Regions from separate parts of the Rattus norvegicus genome. Here region 1 is linked to region 2. Evidence: chromatin contacts called from public Hi-C data. All regions are on one chromosome and are shown on one strand. The core of a region is the stretch at or near the end of the contact, and the rest is flanking DNA. Distances in the headings are between cores, read along the strand shown. Region 1 overlaps Egf (epidermal growth factor). Region 2 holds the start of Elovl6 (ELOVL fatty acid elongase 6).

Region 1 (6,822 bases), core at 3,272-5,771, 170 kb before region 2:
TGGCTGATTGTTTTCAGAGGCTATGGAAAGCCTTAGCTGGGCTAGACAGGCCAAGGCTATATCTGGGTTTATAATAGTGTATTTTGTTTATTTCAGTATATACAAATGTTAAGACTATGTGGGCATGGTGGTGGATGCCTTTAACTTGGGAGGTAGAGATAGGTGGGTCCCTGAGTTCAAGGCCAGCCAGGTCTATAGAGTGAGTTCCAGAACAGCCAGGACTGCACAGAGAAACCCTGTCTCAAAACACCAAAACCAAAACAAACCAAAAAACAAAAAGAGAGCTAATCTGTATAAAACCTGTACAAAATCTGCTTAGCCTATGGCACTGAACCTTAAAGCTCTGGTCTGTTTTACGCATGCTGCACACCTCTGCACATGTCCAGCACAGGTAATGGCAACAGGGAGCCTCTAGCAACTTTTCAGGAGTGTGGGCCGTGACGTGAGAAGAGTCGCTTTCAAGGAATTTTGCTATTGGTGTTGTTAATTCTTTGAGGTGGGGTTTCTCTGTGTAGCCCTGGCTGGCCTCGAACTCAGAAAGCTACCTGCCTCTACCTCCCAAATGCTGGCATTAATGGTGTGATCCACTGTGCCAAGCTTTCTTTCAAGGATTTTAGAATTGATTTTTAAAGAAGATTTATTTTTGTTTATATAAGTACACTGTCACTGTCCTCAGTCACACCAGAAGAGGGCATCAGATCCCATTACAGATGGTTGTGAGCCACCATCTGGGTGCTGGGAATTGAACTCAGGACCTCTGGAAGAGCAACCAGTGCTCTTAACCGCTGAGCCATCTCTCTGGTCCTAAAATTGATTTTTTTTAAAGTCAGCATGGCATGAATTAGCAACCCAGCCAGCTTTCATTTCTCTCAAGGCAGTCACTGGTACTGATGTGTGCTTCATCACCCACACAGGCAGCAGCCCACAAAAGGCATAGCAGCCAGAATAGGGCTTGCCCTATATATTCTGCAGACAGGGAAGTTCATACTTGCCTGGTCTCTGGGTTTTATAGTGAATTATTTTGTTTTTCTCAGGTAATTTTCTTCACTTAAAAGGTATTGAAGATAGGTGTGATGGCTGGTTCCTACAATCCCAGGAGTTGAGAGGCTGAGGCAGAGGGATTACCATGAGTTTAAAGGCAGGCTGAAAAACTTCTTAGTCAGTTGCAAGCAGCAGTGTCGTCCCTTTAAGGAGTAGGAAACCATTCAAAGCCAAGAGGCTTTGCAGCTTGCCTTGCCTTGTATACAGTAACATTTTCTTCCCATCAGTTGCTATAGTCTCATGCCTGAGGGGGGCCCCTAAAAGTTAAATCAGTTTTAGAAGAATGCACTTTGTGGGATAGATGTTTGTGACTCCCTAGATTGGGAGTGCAATAACGGTGTGTCGCCGGGTGGCTTGTGAGCTGTACCAAGACCCCAGTGGTTCATTTCAGGTTTAGGGTTGTCCATTCTTTCTTTGCCTCCAGTATGACAATCCAAGAGAGAAAAGGGTTTAGCTCTTGACTGGTTAGGAAGGTGAGAGTCAACACTCCTGAGACTTCCGCTTTCGTCAAGAGACCACAGTGCACGTTGTTCACAGAAACACAAAATGAAAGTAATGTCTTTGACTGTTCCAGACTCTACCTCACCCTCTCTCCTTGGAAAAGATGGCTGCCACTGGGTCCGAAACAGTATCACAGGATGCCCGCCGTCGTACGATGGGTACTGCCTCAATGGTGGCGTGTGCATGTATGTTGAATCCGTGGACCGCTACGTGTGCAAGTGAGTCGAGCATCTTTCTGATAGCCCGAGGTGATACTGAGGTCCATGACTTTCAGGAAGTTTGTAAAATGTATACAGAGGAGGTTTTTTTTCTATAGGCAACGATGACTTTCTTTTTACATAAATAATTTGATGAACATAGTCTGGAAATTCAGTTCCTCGTTCAACATGAAGAAGGCAGATTTGTAGGAAATTTACTAAAACCAATTTGGTTTCAGCCAGATCCTAGATTTGTAAAAATGTTGCATCTCTATTCACCCTGAACGTATTGCCTCTGATGTTTAAAGCTTAAAAAAAGTTTTCTTGTCTTTCTAGCAGTTCCCTTTTCATTACTGTCTTGGTAACAGTGATTGAAGGATGAGGCTGCTGCTGTCTGCTTCCTTTTAGATCGTAGAGTGATATGACAGGCCACATTTTCACCCAAAATGATTCTGAAGACCTAGGACTCTGAGAGACTCCACAGCACTCACCAGGAAAGCCTTTCTGTGTGATAAAAGCTACACTCAGGGCTGGGGAGAAGGGAGCCTCAGTAGGGTGCTTACAGCAAAGGAAGGGAGCCTGAATCCGGGTCTCTAGCTCCCGTGAAAAAACCCAGTTCAGGCAATGGAGATGTGGAGGTTGGAGAATCCCTGGCACTTGCCCATCAGTGAGAGGCTCTGCCCGTAATTATGAGGTGGAAGGTCTAGCCAGTAGGCTCCCCACCAAGTCCGGGACCCGAGTACATTTCCTGAGATTCCCACAGTGGAAGGAGAGAACAGACTGGTGCATGCCATCCTCTGATCTGCACACGTGCTTTGGGACATCTATGCACCCATACATACAAAGAAATAAGGCGGAGAACAGAGGACAAAGACACCTGATGTCCACTTTTGGTCTCTACGTGCACCTGCATGCACACTCACACACCAATATCCACATACAAACCCAAGTGGGCAGTATTTAATCCAGGATTACATCCTACTTTTAACTGGTTTCCCATGTTCAAGGCAATGTGAGGGGATGGACAGATGTGCAGATACATATAGGTCTCATATGTGGAAGAGATGGTATGGGCTTAAACAATTTTGTGATTTTTGTTAATAGTAATGAAAAGAAACTAAGTTATTGGAGGAAGAAGAAGCTATATTCTTGGACTGAGTATGGTCTTACATTAAAAATCACGTCAGCTTGACAAAAATTGTGGAGATGTTTGGATATATTAGTAAAAATGACTCGATTCTAGTAGGACTCTGCTTTTGAGTTAATATTCCATGCCATGATTTTATAACTCAAGATGCTTTCAAGTATAGCATAATAATTCACTTTTAATTAATAGTTAATGTTAGCAATCAAATGGTTTTTATCTAGCACTTAATCCTATAAAATTACAGAACTGGATGTGTTATTGATTGTCTATGGCTTATTTCCTTTATGATAGTTAGCTTTAGGTCGCCAGAGAACTGTTGTAGTATGAAGAATTCTAAAGGCCAGAGTGCACATCACAGTGTCATAGCAGTTTTCCTTCTAATCTGATCCTGCCGATTCATCAACACACTTCCTTTTATTGTTCAGTCCCTATGAAAACATCATCTTTCTTCTGTTGTGTTTTACACAAGTTAAGCTGGAGCTGGGCAGAGGCCTAGGAGCACAGCCGCAGTCCCAGACTCCTTGGGGGGTAGTAGTGGAGGAATCAGGAATTCTTGGTCATTCCATTCAAGGCCAGCCTGGGTCACAGGAGGCCCTGCCTTAAACAGGCCACAGCTGAAGATGTCCCTCACGTTTAAGGACCGTTAACCAAAAGCAATGTTTAAAGTCACTGGTGTCCACAGTCATTTGGGGCAAAACTTTATGTTGAATTGATTTGATAAAAATGTGGTTTAGCAGGTTTTCAATGTTTTGCCCTGTTTGTCCTGTCAGCCTCCCTCACATCTCTGCATTCTGCAGTAGCAAACCTCAGGGGCTTCCTGTCAGTGCAGACAGTCCCTGGTCTTTCTGCACAGGGCGGCTTCTAGAGGCCCTTCCTTCCTTGATGGGAGCAAGATGCAGAGCCTTGGCCTGAGGTAGGGGAGTAGGGCCTGAAGCACCCACACCCACTGGTTCCCTATATGTCCCTGAATCCTGGGGACATTCCAACTCTGGAGCTCAGAGGAGGCCTTCATTCCTTCCCATTTGCCTTTGGTCAAACATCCTTCCGACACATGTTTTTCCAGGGCTGCAACCCCTACAGCAGGCTTGTGAAGTTTCTTAAGGATGGATGTGGTTGGAGAATGCTTCCGGCTCTTCCATTCCTCGTGGATTTGTGACCACAACTCACTTAAAAGGTGTTTTACCCTTACTTGGTGTAGAGTGACTTCATAGTGTTTGGCCATGGACACTCAAATGGGTTTATCCAAGGAACCTTCTGTTTGGTTTAGCCAAACTAACTAATAATTCAGATAATCCAAAGACCCCTGGCTGTGCCCCACCCTTTGAAGAAGCACTGGTCATTTGACTGCCATGGACAGGACACAAAGACCCCAGGTCACTTCGATTTACAAGTGGAGCCCATTAGCATCTAACAGTTTTAAAAAACAACTATTAGGGATTGTCAGTAAAGAGCTAAAACCAAGTGAGCTAGAATTAAAAAGAGGCCCCAGGAAGCCTGAGCAACCTTTAGGCCCCACCTCAGCTCCTGCCTTCCATCCCTTCCATGGTCCATTTAGAGGTGAGTAGAGCAGGAAGCTTGGTAAAAGAAACAACAGTGCACCAGACAGAACAGGTTTTGACATCTCAGAACCAAGCGCGTCAGACCTGCCAATCATTAACCGTGTGACCTCATGCAAATCATTGAATGCTGAGTCCGTTTCCATCCCTGTAAAAGAGGAGGCGTCTGAGAGAGAGAGAGAGAGAGAGAGAGAGAGAGAGAGAGAGAGAGAGAGAAATGTATCGTCATGGTGACTAATAAGTATTGCTCCTTTTCTTCCCTCCTGAAGAAGTGAGCTTACCCTTTCTCACGATGGCCAAAGGTAGAATTAGGGAAGAGACTCCAGACCTTCTGGAACTTTCAGCAGCATTCTCCCATGCTGTGTCTTCCCACCAGAGCTGCTGGCGTCATTTCTGTGCATTCATCCCTCCGGTTCTTTTAGAATGAAGTGGAGAAATGGAGGGGTTGGTGGTAGATCTTGGGCTAAGAGAAGGGAATTTTAATGGGACATTTCTAAAAAGTTAATTCTCGCGTGAAGAAAACACAGTTGTCTCTGAGCGCTGGTTTCTGGAAACAAGCAGTTCCAGTAGGTGGCAGCATTGCTTCGCTTACTCGAGAGCACTGTTAACAAGCTGGTGTCTGACAGATATAGCGACAATCTCTTGGGACAGTAAGGAGTTATAGGCAAATGGCCCCTTTCCTTCAGAATAGCTCCCCACCTCTTATGTCTCTATTTCTTTCCCCACATTTTCTCTTGGGCTAGTGGTGAGTTTTACAGAAGCAAACAGCCCCTCCTTAGCCTAAGGGGCTCTGCTTCCAGTGCAGGGGCTGTGTGTGCACTTCTGTTACAGCCTGGTGTTCAACAAGGGTCTTTGCCTTCTGGTTCTTTCCTTTGACCTGGGACTGCTGCAGTCTGACCAGACATCTGTCTCCAGCTGTCTCCTGGCTTGTGTTGGTTCAGAAAGGGGGTCTCCTTAGGACTTTGGCCTGAGGGTTTATTTGTAGTTGGTGCTCTGTCATGCCTTATAGAGACGGTGTGCAAATAGCTGCCCATCATCCGAAAGACGGGCTGAGAAAAGGCGAAAGCCTGTGAGGGGCAATGTGCATGCTGCTGTGTGAATCAGTACTTTCAGCTGACATCACAAACTGCATCTAGAAAGGTGCAAGATCAGAGACCATGCGTATTGAATTTGTGACAATTGGGTGCCAGGGGCCTCCGGTTGACCTCTGTTTGTGTGTCATCAACAGCTGTGTCATTGGCTATATTGGAGAACGATGTCAGCACCGAGACTTACGTTGGTGGAAGCTGCGCCATGCTGACTACGGGCAGAGGCACGACATCACTGTGGTGTCTGTCTGTGTGGTGGCGCTGGCCCTGCTGCTCCTCTTAGGGATGTGGGGGACTTACTACTACAGGTAACGATTCTTTACCATGAAACCTGACACCCTTTCTCTAAGCTCCCCCAGGGAATGCATGCTTCCTTGGGATGAACTTGAGCAAAATACTGCATTTAAAAGCAGGGTAAGCCCTTTTCAAAAGCCTGGACTTCGCTGCACTGAAACATCAACGCTCCGCCTTTTCCTTCCCAGACACTGCACATGTATAAGGTTTGTGATCATCTGTTTTGGTGATGCTGAGGACTGAGCTACACCCTCACGTCAGATCTGCTTATCTCCCACAATGCACCATTGCAGTCCAGTCTCTTCACTTAGCATCCTGTGCCCACATCAGCCAGCATCACTATAGTTTTTCATGGTTGCCTGCTGATAATTACCCACAAAACCTACTTTTTGTTAGAGAAAAAACATGGTCTTCCCTACTTGGAAAGGAATTCTGGTCATTGGGTTTTGTTTTCAGTAATTTAAAGTTACGGGTTTTAAAACTGAGATGGTGGCCTGCATTTCATGTAAAAGCCCCACCTTAGTGTCGGGGAGCAGGTGTCTTCAGTGCTCCTGTTCCATTCCTTTAAAGGATGATGTCACACTATCATCAGTTGAAACAGCTTAGGAAGTGTTATAACAGTTAAAATAAACAGGCTTGGGCTGAGGGACTTTATAAAACTGTCCCCTGGCCCACCTGTCTGCCAGGTGTCAGCTTTTGGGGATGTGTAAAGTGCCTACCGCCATCAGAAGGTAAATATCCAGCCACATTTACCAAAGCTGAGCAGGCACTCAAGTTAAACTGTGTTATCTCCTGGGAAACTGAGCGCAGTCAGCCCAGGCGCTCCCTGAAGCCCCTGCTATAGCTGGAGCAGTAAACGGCGTCGGCTCTGGAACCAACTTGTGAGTTTCAGGTTCAAGTCAGCGCCTGTCTGTGTGGTGGGCATGTCCCTTGTTTGTGGGCATTGGCTTTCTTGGTTATGAGGTGTGGGGAAACAGTAGTTCTTTTGAGAGCTACTG
Region 2 (6,400 bases), core at 3,324-5,823:
CTAGCCTATTCTGTACACACCATGGATGCCACAGTTTCCCAGCATTTCCCTCAGATGTATGCAGCCAAGTTACATGGAAAAATTTTGCAGCAATTCAGAGCTGCTCTCCCTACAGGATAAACAGCCTAAATCTATCCATTCGAGAAAAAAAAATGTGAACTGCTGACACAGGTTTATAATGCTCTAGAATGCTGACATGCTACGCCATATTACTTTTTCAACTTCATACATAAGGATGTCGAGACACAATGTAGCTCCCTTTAAAGTCCCCTTTTCCCCTTCAGTAAAAATAAATTTGTGAGTTAAAAGTGTTTCCTCTGTTGGGTAGTATTTCATTCTGAAATTTGTCTCATAACCCTAGAATACAGAACAAAACGTGAAAAACAATAAGAAGCCTTCTAGAAATCACCGCGGGAGGAGAGGAGAAAGTCAGAAAAAATATACAAAGCACTCAAAGCTGGATGTGTGGAGGATGCCAGGAGAGGGGGGAGGGGCTCGTGAGAGTCTAGGCAAGCCCTTTGATGATGTCACCCCACATACATAATGTTACAGCAGTCAGCACAGGCCTCCTGCTTTCCTATTGGTGAACAGCGTGTCAGCCGACATCAGAAGATAATCATCATTGGCCAGGCAATTACAACCGGAGCAACTAGCATCCACTGTCTTAGCACAAACCTGGCAGGCTGCAGGAGAGGAGAAGGCACAGCCTGCTTTCCTTCTCAACGAAGTTTATGTCTTCTCTCCAGCCTTTCTGACTTTGCTCCCTCGCTTGCAGCATTTACCGATTGAGTACCTTGTGAGCGAGCACAAGTACTGGCCAGCCAGGTCATAAAAGAACAAAACGTCTATATGGATACTATTAAATCTCAAGGGGTTTCCAGTCTGAAACTGGAACTCCAAAATGTTATTTGGGGCTAAAAGGCAGGCAGTTTTCTCTACCTGATGTTAGAAACTGCACCAGATAATATTACCCAAGATATTTTTAACTGGGAAGCAGTTTCAAGAAAATCACACAGGGATTCTCCAAAGGAATACATATTTACCACTTTGCAGGAAAATTGTAATTGCAGTCTATTCTATAATGAAACTATTTGCTACAAAAGTAAAGTCTACACTGTTTCATATCTAAGCCAGTGAGTATCAGGTTAAACTAAGAAAGCAACAATAAACTTCAGGAGTTTGTCTCAGCCTAGCCAGCAGGAGTTTACACCTAAGACTACTCGAGACCTGGGGCCCCATCCCATGAATGGATGCTGAAGGAACTAAGGTAAGAAAGCATTGTAGGATTGGTTTTTTACCAACTCCTTATTCTGAGTGCTCCTAAATGAGGCTAGTTCCTATATACAGACTAGTGTAATGTAAGGCACCATGCCTGGCTCGCCCACTCCCAGATCTCAGCAGTGGTCAGATGCTGTGGTAACTCAGCTCACTAGAGATTTGTTACAATTAGCAGCTTTGTTTAGATTAGGTCTACCAGATTTTTAAAGAACAGTTGCAAATAAGTTCTCAAAAGACAGGGAGCGCACAGGCTTATCTGCATGTTTCTCTTTCAGAAGCTATTTGAAACCATTCTAAGTGACTAGATCAGGTGAAGATGAGACTTCATGGTTTTCAAGCCCCTCAACTCCCCTCTCAAGAGGGTATATACAAGCTTTTATGATGGCATTCCCGCCTAATGACATGAGAAGAGAACCTTCATTTTGACCAAGACATCTTGGTTGCTGGGGTTTGGGAGAGCGGGTAGGAAAGTTCTAAAATCAGGCTGTGAGGGGACTAGATAATGAAGTAGAAAGGGAACGTGGCTAGGATCAGCAAGGAAGGGACAGGCCTTTCCACTGTAATAAGCAATCCAAAAATATAACGCCAAGGATCAAAAGACCGAAAGGACATACATTCTACAGCGTGACTAGAATAGCATTCAAAACTCTAGCCAAGCATGCTGAACCTCAGGCAGGGATATGAACAGGTAGTGCTGGCGGCAAAACGAACGTTTTAATCGCTGGACTTTGCAAGCATCTGCCACGTATAAAGCACGTTACAAAATGCTTTGCAAACTCAAGACGGGGAAAAAAGACCAGAACCTTGCCCTCATCAGCCTGTGATGCGCTAAGAGACACACACACGTGTAAATATCCACCTTTAAAATAAGAAATAAAAATAATAAGTAAAATAAAATAACGAAAATGCTTTGTCAGGAAGAACAAAAGTACTGTTCAAGAGCTAATAAGCAGTGGTCAAATAGTAACAAGAGAAAAGAAATTAGTGTATTTGGGATATTTCCAGTCCCAATGAGGACCATGGACCTGCCTAGTTCTGACGGCGACTGTCACTTAATTGAGTGTCTGGAGAAAGAGGCGGGAAATGGTCCTGGGGCAGGCACAGAAAGTAGCCTTAAGGAAAAAAACGGGGTGGGGGTGGGGGGCAACAAACAGAGACAGTATGCACCAGGGTGGTGCAGCAGCGAGGGCGGGCAGTGAGTGCCATGCGCCTGCAGAGGCTGGGAAAGCCTACTCCGGAATGGCAGGCCCAACCGGGAGGCAGCAAGCTAGAGACAGCATGTTAGGAAACGCGAGCAGCGGGCTACTAGAGGAAGGCAGAGAAAGGCAGGCTAGAGCCCTGCAAGGGACGGTGACAAACAGTCTCAGAGAAGACCGGAGCCCTAGGCTGGCAAGCTGAGCTCAGGTCACCGCCCTCCAAACCCCTAGCGGAAGTGCACCTCCAAGCCCCCTGAACGCCAGCCCGAGGGGGCTGGGCTTCCTGCAGCGCTCCGGCGTCCCAATGGCCGCCCCCTTACAGGGCGATCCAGACTCCCCGCGGGTGCAATCCCGCCCCGGACCCGGGCCTGCGCCCTCGGCCTCGGCTTCCTGGAGGACGCGGGCGACCGCACCAAGGTGGCTCTGGGGTTCGGGGCTTCAGGCAGGCAGCCGCCATGCTACAGCCCAAACTCGCGCGCCCCGGAGTCTTGGCTCCGCCCGGTCGCCGCCGTAAACCGCCCAGGGGCCCAACTCGCAAGCTGAAGGCCAAGGGTGGGCGCGCGCCCGGCGGGCGGGAAGGGGCGGGAGCCGCCAGCTCCGGACCCGGCTGGGGAAGGCGAACTCCCGGCCTCCGCCTCCCGCAACTCCCCGGGCGGCTGCCACCACCCGCCCCAGCCCGGGAGCGCCGGCGTCTCCGGTTTCCCATTGATGAATGGAGGGAGGGAAGGCAGGTCGCGAGCGCCCTCGCACGCGGCAGCGGAACCTCCCCGAGTCCGGAAGCCCCCCGAGGGCCGGCCGCTGCGCAGAGGGGGTGGTGGGGTGGGGGTGGGGAGGTCGTGGGGCTCGCACTAAACCAGAGGGAAAGGTCTCCAACACTGCTCAGTCTACGGGAAGGAGGGAGCTCCCTTCTTAAATATTGCAAGGTGACACTGGATCGCCTCCCACACAGGGATTTTTTTTCAAGACTGACAGGAGGAACTCAGTAAACAAGATGTTTTCCAGCATTCGAAGTTCTGGGGAAAGACCTCCAAGACTGCCGGGCAAGAGCCTCCTAGTACCTAAACTGGCGCTCCGCACAGACAAGCGTGTCCAAAAGGCGTTTCCTTTACACAGAAACTTAATAATGGCGTGGCTCCACTTGCTCCGGTTCATTCATTTTTATTGCAGTTTTCATTGTCCCCTCCTCCCCGATGTCTTTATGAAACCGGAAAGTAATCTGAGTGGGGAAGGGGTCCAGGACCCTTGGGCATCTATGGCTGGAGGCGGCAGTCAAGGGAGGGCAGTAAAGTGGAAGAACTACAAGGAGAAAGGAAGGACACGAGGGATGGGGAGAGGGAAAGGACCAGAGAGAGGCGGGCTGAAGAGGGTTAAAGGGAGAGAAGACCCGGTCCTCCCTCCACAGCCTTGCACGCTCCAGTTGCGGGAGGCCAAGCAGAACCCCCAAATCTAAGCGAAAGCAGGGAGACAGACAGCACAGGTGGGGTAGCTGGATTGTAACATGCCTCCGTCCTCCGTAAATCATTCCAAGTACACATATTATACGTTCTACGTTATATAATCTACACAAAGATGCCCGCGTGGCCGCAGCTCACACAGGGCACCCCCAAAACACACGCTTCATGCAGCCTCAGAGTCTCCTGCAGACATGAGACCCTAGAACTCCGCGATCTGCTGGCTACCGCCGGCAATCCATCGCTCCGCTCACGCTCAGACTGGGAATACCGACATTAATGCACTCCCGGGGACAGTATCACGCGAAAGCATCACCTACCAGTTTTCCTGCATCCATTGGATGGCTTCATTCTCGTTGAACTGCTTCTCGAATTCATATTCTTGTAAAGTCAACACTGACATGTTCATTGGGGCTGATCTTCGGAGTCGCTACGTGTTCTCTATACAAAATAAAAAAATCTGTAAAGAGCCTTTTATTTTGAGTGCTCTCCTGTCTGCTTCCCCCACCCACCCCCCTAGGTATTGCCCCGCCGTCAGTCTCCTGGCCGATCTCTCTCCCAGCCTCAGCTACATCCAGGGTTGAGCATTGCCTGCGCCTCGGCTCCCAGCTCCTAGCTCAGGGGCTCTCCTCCCAGCGTCCGCATCCACCGTAGGAGGAAATGAATGCCTTGCGGTCTTAGTGCCCGCACGTTTGTCCATCACGCTTTTTACTCGTCTACAGGGAAATCTCCTCCCCCTCGTGCGATCCGGAAAATTAACCCTTTGCGCGAGAGGGCGCAGAAGAGCAAGACCTCCCCTCGCCCTGGGGGACAGTTTTGTTTACAAGAAGGTGGTCAGTGGACTGGGGGAAGGGCGCCAAGAGGGAGGAAGTGGCCTTGAGGTCATCCATCAGCCCATTTACCACCTCGTGGGCCTCCCTGCCTGGCCTTTGAATGAAGTTTCAGCGTGCGAGGCGCAGCCGGGAGGCCCGTGGACCCGAAATCTTGGCGAGTAAACGATTGGGAAATAGTAGAACCTGCCAGGCCTCTGGCATGAGAACTCCAGGCAAATGAATGAGAGGGTCACGTCGTACGAGCTCTCTCCTCACCCCCTCGACCCCGCAGCACTTTCTGAGACCACCTCTACCGGGCAGCTTAGGCGTGGATTTACCTTGACCACAGGGCCAGGTGGCCCGCGGAACCTTAAGGTCGTGTGCAGATAGGATCCTGAGGAAGATGACTTGGGAAGTCAAGGGTGACTGGAAGGCAGACGTGGAAGGGCAAGAAAGAGTTAGATGGAGGGTTTGGCTACCTGGAGGGGATATTATTGAACAATGGAGGAAAGGAATTTAGCATACAGAATTAGACCTACTGGTCTAATACCAAAACCTGTATGAGTTACTTTAGTTCTGCCTTATTCTTGTGAAATTAGGAAGAACAAATTAATGTAGGAGAGGGGTGAACGTAATGCTGATCCCGCTGAACACCAGCTCACAGCAATATCGTTTTAACCTTACCTTTCCCAAACACTCCTCTTATTTTCCCGGGAATGGTATTTTCATTTCCTAAAGGAAGAACGAAGTGAGAGCAATATGGCAACCTACTAGTTTATATTTTTAAAGTTTGTGATTTTTCAAGATGGATTTTTTTTATCTTGTTTTTTTTTTTTTTTTGGTTCTTTTTTTCGGAGCTGGGGTCGGAACCCAGGGCCTTGCGCTTCCTAGGTAAGCGCTCTACCACTGAGCTAAGTCCCCAACCCTTTTTTTTTTTTTTTTTTAAATGTTTTTGGTTTTTCTGTGTAGCCCTGGTTGTCCTGGAACTGGTTCTGTAGACCAGGCTGGTTTCAGACTCAGAGATCCGCCTGCCTCTTCCTCACTCACAAGTTCTGGGATAAAGGCCTGAGCCACCACAGCCCAGCTAATAACCTACTTAGTTTAAAAATATGTACATTAGAACCAGAAAGAAATTATCCTCTATGGTGTACATTTCCCCACATACCAACTAAAATGAAGAGTAAGCACTTCATTCAGAGTTAGATTAATCCCAGCAAGACATTGGAGGCTGAGGCAGGAAGATTGGTGCTAGTAAAATTGCCAGAAATTCAAGGTGAGACTGAACTTCACAGTGACATCCTTGCCCCACCCCCCAGTCTAAAGCGGGGGACAGGGGAGAGAATACCCCTAATCCTAATACAATCTGGAGTCAAAAGCATGTGGATCTTTGTGAGTTTGAGACTAGCCTGGTCTAGTAACAAGATCCGGGTCAGCCAGGGATACAGAATGACGCCTGGAGTTTTTATGTCATTGGATTTTTGTCTTTTTGAGACAGGGTTCTCTGAGTATCCCTGGCTATCCTGGAAATTGCTCTGTAGACCAATGTCGCCTCCAACTCCTAGATCTGCCTGCCTCTGCCCCCCTGGTGCTGGAATTAAAGGGGTGTTGCCATCACTTTGGGAAAAATGGCTCAGCATGAGGACTCAAGTTCAGATTCCTAGAA

Evidence for each region. Hi-C and Micro-C count contacts between places; a contact is called where the count stands out from the background.
Region 1: a contact with region 2 is called in a Hi-C map of kidney, with 5 times the contacts expected there. The contact joins the enhancer-like site here to the promoter of Elovl6 in region 2. A contact is called at or near these places in 9 of 12 Hi-C or Micro-C datasets (Schwann cells, frontal cortex, hepatocytes and 5 more) and 1 of 1 datasets of contacts at active chromatin or transcription factors (oligodendrocytes).

Annotation. Positions count from the first base shown.
Region 1 is chr2:220,904,135-220,910,956 of GRCr8, reverse strand. It overlaps Egf (epidermal growth factor), which reads left to right. Exons shown (of 24, transcript NM_012842.2): 20 at 1,616-1,760; 21 at 5,671-5,838. Among named protein-coding and RNA genes, the nearest start is that of Egf, 69 kb to the left of the region's middle. Within about 2 kb of position 4,521, at least 1 of the 93 cell types and tissues checked has an H3K27ac peak or open chromatin away from gene starts, as enhancers often do. A contact at or near this core is called in kidney, where this site is marked.
Region 2 is chr2:220,736,268-220,742,667 of GRCr8, reverse strand. It overlaps Elovl6 (ELOVL fatty acid elongase 6), which reads right to left and starts at 4,573. Exons shown (of 5, transcript NM_134383.3): 1 at 4,517-4,573; 2 at 4,246-4,366. The coding sequence starts at 4,334.